2 separate regions of the Sus scrofa genome follow, and region 1 is linked to region 2. A link is a contact called in public promoter capture Hi-C data. All regions are on one chromosome and are shown on one strand. Each heading gives the region's core, a stretch centred on a gene start, on an enhancer-like site or on the middle of the called end of the contact. The rest is flanking DNA. Distances are from core to core; before and after follow the strand shown.

The links. Promoter capture Hi-C pulls out the DNA fragments that hold promoters and counts their contacts.
Region 1: a contact with region 2 is called in a promoter capture Hi-C map of fetal liver, with 4 times the contacts expected there. The contact joins the promoter of DNAJA1 here to the promoter of HNRNPK in region 2. A contact is called at or near these places in 1 of 5 promoter capture datasets (fetal liver) and 1 of 2 datasets of contacts at active chromatin or transcription factors (skeletal muscle).

Annotation. Positions count from the first base shown.
Region 1 is chr10:33,442,869-33,447,741 of Sscrofa11.1, reverse strand. DNAJA1 (DnaJ heat shock protein family (Hsp40) member A1) reads left to right here and starts at 2,186. Exons shown (of 9, transcript NM_001244163.1): 1 at 2,186-2,318; 2 at 3,372-3,513; 3 at 3,671-3,848. The coding sequence starts at 3,382.
Region 2 is chr10:30,971,907-30,976,989 of Sscrofa11.1, reverse strand. It overlaps HNRNPK (heterogeneous nuclear ribonucleoprotein K), which reads right to left and starts at 1,297. Exons shown (of 17, transcript NM_001267845.1): 1 at 1,186-1,297. RMI1 (recQ-mediated genome instability protein 1) reads left to right here and starts at 1,441. Exons shown (of 4, transcript XM_005668027.3): 1 at 1,441-1,576.

The DNA of each region.
Region 1 (4,873 bases), core at 937-3,436, 2.5 Mb before region 2:
TCATCTTTCTAATACTTGTATGAATTTCACTTGGGTTCCTCAGGCAAAAAGAAACACTAAACATGGTAACATTTAAGAAACACTAAGCATGGTAACATTCACTGTGGAAAATCTTGGTTGATGTGATTTAATATACACCATACTGATGTTTACCTCATATGCTTAACATTGGCATTCATCCTTGAGGGCAGGACAAGAATTTAGGTGATTTTTATATTATCAAGCCCTAGTTCACTGCCTGGCAATATTAGACTTTTATTTTTTCTTTTTTTTGTGGGGGGGGGGGGTTAGTACCTGAGGCATATGGAAGTTCCCAGGCTAGGGGTTGAATTGGAGCTGCAGCTGCCAGCCTACACCACAGCCACAGCAATCTGCAATTGCCACCACAGCTCACAGCAATGCTGATCCTTAACCCATTGAGAGGTGTCCCCTGGGATGTATCCACATCCTCAAGGATACCAGCTGGGTTCTTAACCTGGTGAACCACAATGGGAACTCCAGTACTAAACTTTTAGTAACTGCTGATTAAACAAAACAAAGCCCTTTATACCTGAGGTGATATCTGAGATGGCAACACCTAAGATTGGAAATGTTAAGGGTTTGTCAGCTGGAGCACAAGCAAAAACAGGTGAAAAAGTGCATTTGGGAAAATGCAGATAGTGACAACTTAAAGAGATAAGGCTGAGGTGATAAGCTTGGGGATAACTCCAGGGTAAAGTTCAAAATCCTTAGTTGAGTAAGATACACCAACAGGTGCTCTCCAACTACCTCTGAGGCCTCACCTCCTGTCACTCCAGCTCTTAGCTCTGGCTATAGTCAAATAACTGCAATTTCCTAAAAGCATCATATTCTTTCACACCTTAACCTTAGGTTCCCTTGCACTTTGTCCTTTTCTGGGAATACTCCTCTTCTTTCAAAACTCAGCTCAACTGCCACTTTCCCAAAGGAGCTTTCTCTGTTCCATCAAGTGAACATACAAGATCTTTCCTCGCTGAACTCTATCTTCCACTTCCCTTATAGTTAGTTCACTTCTCGTCTCCCTACTAAAATGTGTACAGAGCTTATTCAACTTTACATCTTCTCCGATGCTAGATACTCCAATGTTTTGTTATTAAATAAAGAAAACAGACCACATTTGCCATTATGCCCCAGGCTCAACATCTGAAAGCCCCAAGGACTCATTTTGCAAACTACAGATTCAGACTCACAGACTGGTAGAACTTAATTGTTAGGTCCAATAATTAAAACCATCCGTGTAATAATCTATGTAGGAAAAGAATCTGATGAGGAATGGCTATATGTATAACTGATATACTGATTTCAAGTGAACTGATGACACCTGAAACATGTTTATAAGTCAACTCTAATAACATTTATTTAAAAAAAAAAAGTTTGCCACTCTTGGTGTTACTGTGCCTAGGCTAGCCAAACCAGGTGAATGCCTGGCCTGAGAGGTTCCAAGGCCCTGGGTTTGCACCAAAGTATTCCAAACGTTTCCCTGTTTAGAGCTGCCTGAGCACAACGTATTACAAGGCCCAAAGTATATATCGTGTGTACAGGGGCCAAAACTTGCACGGAGGGTTCTTCCAACTTCGCAGTTCAGTGAATTACGAGGCTTTGGACAGCGCGTTAAAAAAAGCAAGATCCAAGGCCTGAGACTGTTCAGGAGCCCACAACCGTCTTGATCAGAAGTTCATGCTCCATGGCTTCCCAGAACCTCAGGTCTAAGAAACTAAACCGGTTAGAGACGCCAAAAGCGGTGTCAAACGCGCCGGCGGAGAGCAGGTGCGGCAAGGCTTTGTTCTGAGAGATTCCTGTACCGCACACCGCCCCGGCCAGCGTCCCTGTTCCCCAGCTCTCCGAGCTCTAGCAAGCGGCGGTGGCGGCGGCTCTCCTGATTGTGAATCCTGAGTTGGCCCGGAACGGAATCGCAGCGCTACTGGGCAAATCCCTGTTCCCGCCCAAGACTTCCAGACTTTAGGGCCCGCTGGGTGGAGGAAGGGGATCCAGAAAGTTCTACGAGCTGCAGGAACCCAGTCTTGAGCCCACCCCCACAAGGCCCTTCAGCTGAGTCCCTCCCACTCCGAGCACCCCCGCGCCGTTGCCCAGGTAACCGCGGGGCGGTGGCAGCAGCCGGAGGGGGTGGGACTTCCGGCGGGTGACGCGCCGCGACTCGGCTACAAAAGACGACGGTTGCGGCGCGCCGGGCGGAACTTTCCAGAACGCTCGGTGAGAGGCGGAGGAGCGGCGGCTGCCCGAGCTGCGCACAGAAACGCGCTCCTTCCCGCTCCCCCACATCGGCCTCGGCCCGCTCACCGGTGAGTTTCTGCTTTCACGCTTCCTCTGGTCCCCAGGCCTGCGCCATTAGCGGCTCCGGGAACTGGGATGGAGCCGCGGTCAAGTGGCGGTTGGCTCCGCGTGGGCTGCGGGGCTGTCGGTTCCTGTATCCTCGATTCCCTTTCTGTAGAATTGATGGGGGTGTCCCGGCAGCCCTTGCTGGTGCGCAACGGCTGGGCCCGATACCGTTCCAGAAGCTTTCCCCTCGCCTATCTAGCCGGGGGTCTCCAAGGATCTGCCGCCTCCGGGTTTCCCTCCGCCCGCCCTCGCTGGGGGTGGGGTGGGGGTGGGGGCGATTCTGCGCGCACGCGCAGGAGGAGCCAGGGGCGAGGGGCTGCGGGAGGAGCTTGGCGGAGGCTGCGGTTTTCGCATCTCCGGTCTCCCCTCCTTCTCTTTGTTGAGGGTTGGGCTTCTCCCACCCCTTCGCTCCTGAGTCGGAGGAAGAAAGGAAGGAAGCCCAACGCTCGGCGCTAAGTGCAGGGGGAAACCTAAGAACATGTAAGCTATGCTGGCTTGTGGGGCAAGAGGGGTTCGGCGTTCAAAGCAGAGAAGCTGTAGGTCCTGTGATTGAGAAACAGTCTCAGGATTGAGGGGGAGGGGAGCTTGCTTTCTGGAGCTTCCTCCCCGCCTTGTGCCCAGACGTCTTTTCTAGGAAGTGTATGGTTTATCAGATTTACCAAAGATGATAATGACAGTGGACTGAACCTATTAGTGCGTCTTGTCTTTACTGCCCTGTCATTAATGGGGAGGGGAGACAGGAAGAATCGAGATGGAGGTTTTCAGGTGGAAAGTGGGAACAAAGTAGTATGGGAGGTTTCTTAATTATTCCCTGATAATTATTAGCTTATATTTAGTCTGTTAGAATTTAATGGCTGAATTATCAAAGGACTTGTTACCGTCTCTGTGAAATTTAGGGAAGGTGATGTTCTTATGATCAGATTTGGCAAAGAACAAATTTCTTTGCCTAAACTCTTGATTTTTACTAATTAAAACTACCAGTTGAAAGTAGTTAAAATTGAACTTTTTTATTTCAGGCTGTAGAAAATGGTGAAAGAAACCACTTACTATGATGTTTTGGGGGTCAAACCCAATGCCACCCAAGAAGAATTGAAAAAGGCTTACAGGAAACTGGCCTTGAAGTACCACCCTGATAAGAATCCAAATGAAGGAGAGAAGGCGAGTACCATACTCACACTTTAACATAACTGGGTAGTTCTTGCCAGGTGTATGGTATTTCCATTACAACATGAAATTGAGTATGTCTAATACAGTGGCTGTGCTTTGTGACAGTTGAGTTTTTTTGGTGAAATTTATCCCCTTTTTTCTCACACAGTTTAAACAGATTTCTCAAGCTTACGAAGTGCTCTCTGATGCAAAGAAAAGGGAATTATATGATAAAGGAGGAGAACAGGCAATTAAAGAAGGTGGAGCAGGTGGTGGTTTTGGCTCCCCCATGGATATCTTTGATATGTTTTTTGGAGGAGGAGGAAGGATGCAGAGAGAAAGGAGAGGTAAGAATGACTTAGTCCACATATAGCAAATTAGCCAATTTGGTTAAAGCGAATTCTTGAGAATTCACATATTATTAAATGCTTGTTCACATGTTAGTGTAATGTTGCAAGCTGACTGTAAACATTTTATGATAGTTTTTTAAAATGAGTTTGGATGAAACTAAAAATAGCCAATAGGGTGCTAACAAATGAGTGTTTCTAAAGCTCTTCAGATACATAGGACTTTGTTGAAGTTGTCAAGCATTAAATGAATAAAGTTACAGGAGCATAAAATTTTCAAAACCCTTTTTATATGTTTTGATTTTCAGAACTTACACACCTACTCCTCAACCCCAATAGTGGATGTAGTCAAAAGTGAATAACACCCAGTCGAAGGGAGTTACAGTTCAGAATCCTAAATATTTGTCAGGGTCACATATAGCCAGCATCAGAGTCTGGATTGGAACACAGGTTCATTGCCTTCAAAAAGCTTGGTCTCTGTTTAATCTACCTTCAGTTGTATTGTACTAAAATACGTGCCATATTAAGAAACTTACCTTAAAACAATTTCCAGTCAAAATCAATTGATTGGCAAACTCTTCTTTGTGTGTATTAGATCAATGAAAGGTTATTTTTTAAGTGTGATAATTCGAAAGTTTTCCTTAAATTTTAGAAGCTTTATTTCTTATATTCTGAAACATACAAAGCTGAATTAAGGGCAGCTGTTACCATGCCTGAATTAATCACATAGAATTATATTTGTGATACAGAAGCCAAAGGTGGGTCTAGAAGAGGAAGGTAATGGTACTTTACTTTTCATGTCGATCAGATAGTTTGAGAATTTCTCCCACTTAGACGTAAGGCAGTATTTCATGGTGGATAAAGTCCTTGTGGAAGGAAGAATCACTAGTTAGAAACTTATTAACCATTGGCAGGTACATTCTGTAGCCTCTGTCCTTATATGATCGCCATCTTCTAGTTCTCATTCCTAGATGAGATATGTCACTCCTTTGTAGCCACTGGCTGCATCAAATTTAGATTATCTT
Region 2 (5,083 bases), core at 48-2,547:
GGTTAAACACTGACGTGAGGTGGCAGATCTGGATAAAAGAGGTTAAAAACCAATACCAAGCTGTTTGCAAGGATAAATAAATATCCTTCGGGTCCTTTAGACACCCTCTCTCAGACCGCGAAAAATCGCCAAGTATGTGCGTGACCCGCCGAGCTCAAACTTGCCCTCCTCGCCCCAACGCCCGATACCGGTGTCGGCAACGGCCAGGCAACAGGAGTTGGAAAAGCTCCCGAGGCGGGAGCACCAGCTCCGCACCTCTCCTCACCCGGATCCGACAGGAAATGGCGGCCCGCGTAATGGCGACTACGTGCTACTAGGCGGAGCCGAGCGCGGACCCCCCTCCCCCACCCACCACGCGGTCCCGAGACCTCATCCCCCGCACCCTCCCCCCCTCCGCGGGAGAGACAAAGCAACGGAGGCAGCCGGGACCATTCCAGCTCTTCCGCTCCCGCTCCAGGCTCGGGCCGGGAGCGCCCAAGTGCGGCGGGACCCACACAAAGAGAGCGGCGGCGTTCTCTACCGCCCTCGGGGCCCACCCGCCGGCCCCTCCTCTTCCCTGCACAACGTGCCTAGTTCCCAAGACTCCAGAACTACAGCTCATGCCACCGGTACCAGCCCTGCGATTCCTCGAAGCCGCCAACACCACAACGCGGACTGCGGATATACGCTCTCAGGGAAATGGCGGAGGGGGAGGGGGGAGGGGAAGCCCGGCAACGTTCCCCCCCCCAGAACCCGCCAACCACTAAGCAGCCCCCAAAGCCTCCCTCAAGTGGAGATATTGGTCTCCGGCGCTCGCCCCCACGCGCCGCTCGCCCAGCCCGACTCCTTACTAGGCAAAACTACCGTCCCTGTGCCGCCGCGCCGCCTCAGCCGGTCACAGCTAGACAGAGAACGAGCGCAGGCCCCGCCGCCCTCCCCCGCCTCCCCGCGCTCCCCTACCCCGCCGCTGTGCCCGATTGGCTGCCCCGGCTACAGCGGTGGCGCGAGGGCGAAATGATTGGCCGAAGGCCGCGTCAATCAAGGCGCCGGAGGAGGCGACAACCCCGCCCCCCGCCGGCGCCTCCCTTCAGGCTAAGGCCGCTAAGGGCCCGAGAAAAACCAGACTTGGAAAAAGTCAACACAGCCTTTGGGGAGGCCAAACCCTGCCCGAGCCCGTAACACCCAAGCCCTTACAACCCTAATTACCTCTAGGCCGCAAATAAGCGGGACGTAGACAAGACTTCGAGGTTGGTGCAGCGAAGAAACAGAGGATAATGGCGTCTGCAGAGCTTTCGCCTGGAGCGCCCTCCTCCTTTCTCGTTCGCGCACTCACTAGCTGTGGGGGAAAGGGGCGGGGGGGGGTAGCCTCTCGCGAGAACTAAAGGCTGTCTCGTTCACGCTCACAGGGAGGGGGCGGGAGAAGGGGCGTCTTCGCGGCCGGGAGGAGTTTTCTGGGTTGGGAGGAGGGGCATGACTGCGCGGCAAATCTGGCGGGAACGAGCTAAAAAGGATTAGGGCGCGCGGCGTAGCGGTTCCTGCTCTCTCAAGTCGAGCGGCCCGGCAGCCGCTGTTGCTCGAGGGAAGTCGGGACGCCCAGGTCGGTGCTAGGCCCAGACAAGTGCCCTTGTTTCCACAGTCTACATTCGCGCCTCCCTCCCTCTCTCCCCGGTATTCCCTTCCCTCCCGGTCTGCGGGGCTTCAGGGCGAGCTGCGCGTCGGTAAGTGCAGCCCGTCCAACGGCCCGGCCCCAGCCGCGGTAACTCGCTGCCTGTAACGGGCCGCGGGGCTCGGCCTGCTGCCTGCCGGCGCCTTGGGCGAGACTCCAGGAAACGCAGGCCGTCCCTCCAGGCCGTGGCGGGCGAGCCCCGGTGTCCTGGAGAACTTGTCCCCTTCTCTTCCGGCCCTGAATCTGTTCACCTTCGGAGAGCCCAGGGTCTCTTGGTCCGGACGACAGCTTTTCTTTTTCTGTTTTCCCTTTCTTTTTTCGCTTTCTTTTCTTGTTCATGAGGCCTATGATACGTATATTTTGTAGTATCGTTGCTGCAGTTATGTGTGAAAAATTTCTGGAAGTATTACTTTCATTTCCTACAATGAATGCAAATCGCAAATTGTGTTGTAGACATCCGCTTTCCAAAGTTCACCCACCTCCTTCAAGCACTCGTCTTGTGTCAGGGTATTCGGCAGTGATTAAAACAGACCAAAACCTTCGCCCTCAGATGTATTATCGACCTAGCTTATTCATTTTATACTTGCTTTGTGTTTGGTTACTTCTAAGGCCCCTGTGTCTGTCTGTGATGATTTCCTTTGTTAAGGCACTTAAGGTCACTCTGAATCGGTGACAAACCTGGAAAATTGCCGGTAGTACCCAGTATCCACATCCTGACTTAACCCGCCGGCTCTCACCCACAACCTCAAATTCATGTGTAAGTGCAAAAATGCTATAATTTACGTGTGAAGCTGAATACACACACACACACACATATATATATATTTTGGTCATGATGAATTTGTGCTGATTCATTCCGTTGTAACTTGATTTCCCTCTTGAAGAATTTGCAAATTAGGTGTAACTAGCCTCTTTTTAAAGTGGCTGTGATCAGCCATCTAGTATCTTACTTGTTTGATTAGGAAGAAACTTTTTAAGGCGATCTGAACACCAACATTTGCTGGCTGGGAGGATAGTTAAATACTGTTAGTACATAGTGTCTGGGATTGTGGAGTTAATAAAAGGTTCTTTGAGTCGCAGTATAATTTTTGTAATGGCCCCCGCCATGAAAAATACTATAGTCTTGTGGGGAGGTAAAACTTAACTCGAGTTTGGTTTTATAATATATGGTTCAGATGTTTAATGTTCAACCAAGAATTGACTGAGTGTATGAAGGGGCTGGGGCTACTTGGATTATAGAGATTTAATCTAGTTAGGATTTGCAGCATTTAATTGAATCTGTCATTTAAAACCCGGGACTTTCATTAACATAAACAGGTACATATAAGGGTACTGTATCAATAATGCTTTCTTTCAAGCTAGTATTTCTGTTGCAGCCATAATTTTTTGACTTGATAAACAGTGGTGAGTGATGGGCAGGAATGCAAAGCAAGTAGGTCTAAGAACTCCTTCCCAGTTTCACTCATGACTGTTCCCTAACTCTTATTCCTCTTTTCCAGATGCCATTGTCAGATTTTCTTTTTTCCTACTTGTTTTCTTCCTTACCTCTTTTCATTTGTTTTCTAGGTTTACTATTTAAACAACAGGAAAGTCTGTTTTCTCACTGTCTTTTCTTCCTCTATTTTCAACCAAACTATATTCTACTTGCTTCATTCAAGGACTTGGTAGCTTGAGGAAAGTCTTTCCACCATCCTTTCATCCTCTATTGTTTTCAGCCAAACTATGTTGTGTCTATAGTTATTCAAGGACTTGCTAACTTGATTGATACCTTATGAGATCCTGTCTTGTGTAGTTAATTGTATTATTATTTGGACCCTCCCAATGAATTTAGAACTGGTATTAGCTCTAAATTAGCTGTGGGATTTACTTCAGATAAACTAATATAACTGAGATAGTACACTAGCCAGGCGGATGATTATTTACGGTTTTATAACTGCCACTTTCTGCTCTCTATACCAGACCTTGTTCGGGCAGCTTAATGCTTACTACAGTCCTTCAAGTAAATTGTCAATATCTCTGTTTTACTGACAAGGCAGTTAAGACTGAGAGAAGTTAAGGAACATGTCTAAGGTCACATAACGGAGATGGGATTCAGACTCCTAAACCTGTTCTGTTTTTTCCTTACATTAGGTTATGGAGGATCCACAAACAGCTCCACTAGTTACTTCTTTCTGATTTCAGTCATTAAATATAATTTTTTAAAAAGATACATTTTAAAAATTAGAGTTGATTTACAATGTTCTGCCAGTTTCTGCTGTGTAGCAAAGTCACCCAGTCATACAAATATAATTTTTTTCCCCTCTAGTTTTCAGAGAGTGCCTTCTCAAAATTCTGGGGTTACCTTGAAGCCATCCCCAAGGAGTTAAAACAGAGACTTACTTTATTTTTCAGATGAAGACATTAGAAACAAGGAGTGGTTATAATAGAAATATTTGTTAGTACTTTTAAGTCTTAGCTATACAATGTCCAATATGATGGTACTTCTGCCTCTTTGTTTTTTAAAAAATTGAAATATGTGAGGCTGGCTGAAAATCAGCTTATAAATCAAATTCGCCTAGTCTTAATGGTGAATGATAGAATTTTCCTCTTTTCTTCTCAATTCCTGTGGTCAAGATCTGCAATGTAGATTATTTTGGTCAGCCAAGTTTAGCATGTACAAGATGTCAATCAATTTTTTAAAAAAACTTTTTTTCATGATTGTAAAATTAATTGAGATTAAGATGTATGTAGTTTTACTTTTTTTCATTTTTTAAAAGTCTTGTTGAATTTACAATGTTATAATTTCACAACAAAGTGATTCAGTTAATCGTATACACAACATCCATTCTTTTTCAGAATCTAGATATATATAGTTTTATGTTTGGCCTTTTTTCCTAACAAAATAAAATATGAACATATTTTCGTGTCATTAAATAATCCTTAAATTTTTTTTTAAAGACTATAACCTTCCATTTCATGGATCCAAAGTGTTTAATTTTTTTTCTGTTGAGCATTTAGATTGTTTCTGTTTTTTTCTCCACACTGTAAAACTGTAGTGATAAATACTCTGGCACATAAATCTTTGTCTTCATTTTTGATTGTTTTATTAAGATTAAGTTTTAAAAATAAATGAATCATGATTCAAACATTTCTTAATGTACAATTTAAACAATACATGCTTTATCCCTTTTTTTTTTTCTTGAACAGTGATGGTCTTTTTATTTTTTATTTTATTTTATGGCTGCACCTGTGGCATATGCCCCCCATTGCCAGGGATTGAATCTGAGCTACAGCTTTGACCTGTGCAGCATCTGTGGCAATGCTGGATCCTTTAACCCACTTCACAGGGCTGGGGATTGAACCTGTACCCCCTCAGTGACCTTGAGCTGCTGCAGTCAGACTCTTAACCCACTGTGCTACAATGGGACCTCCAGAACAATGATGTTCTTCAGGATCAGG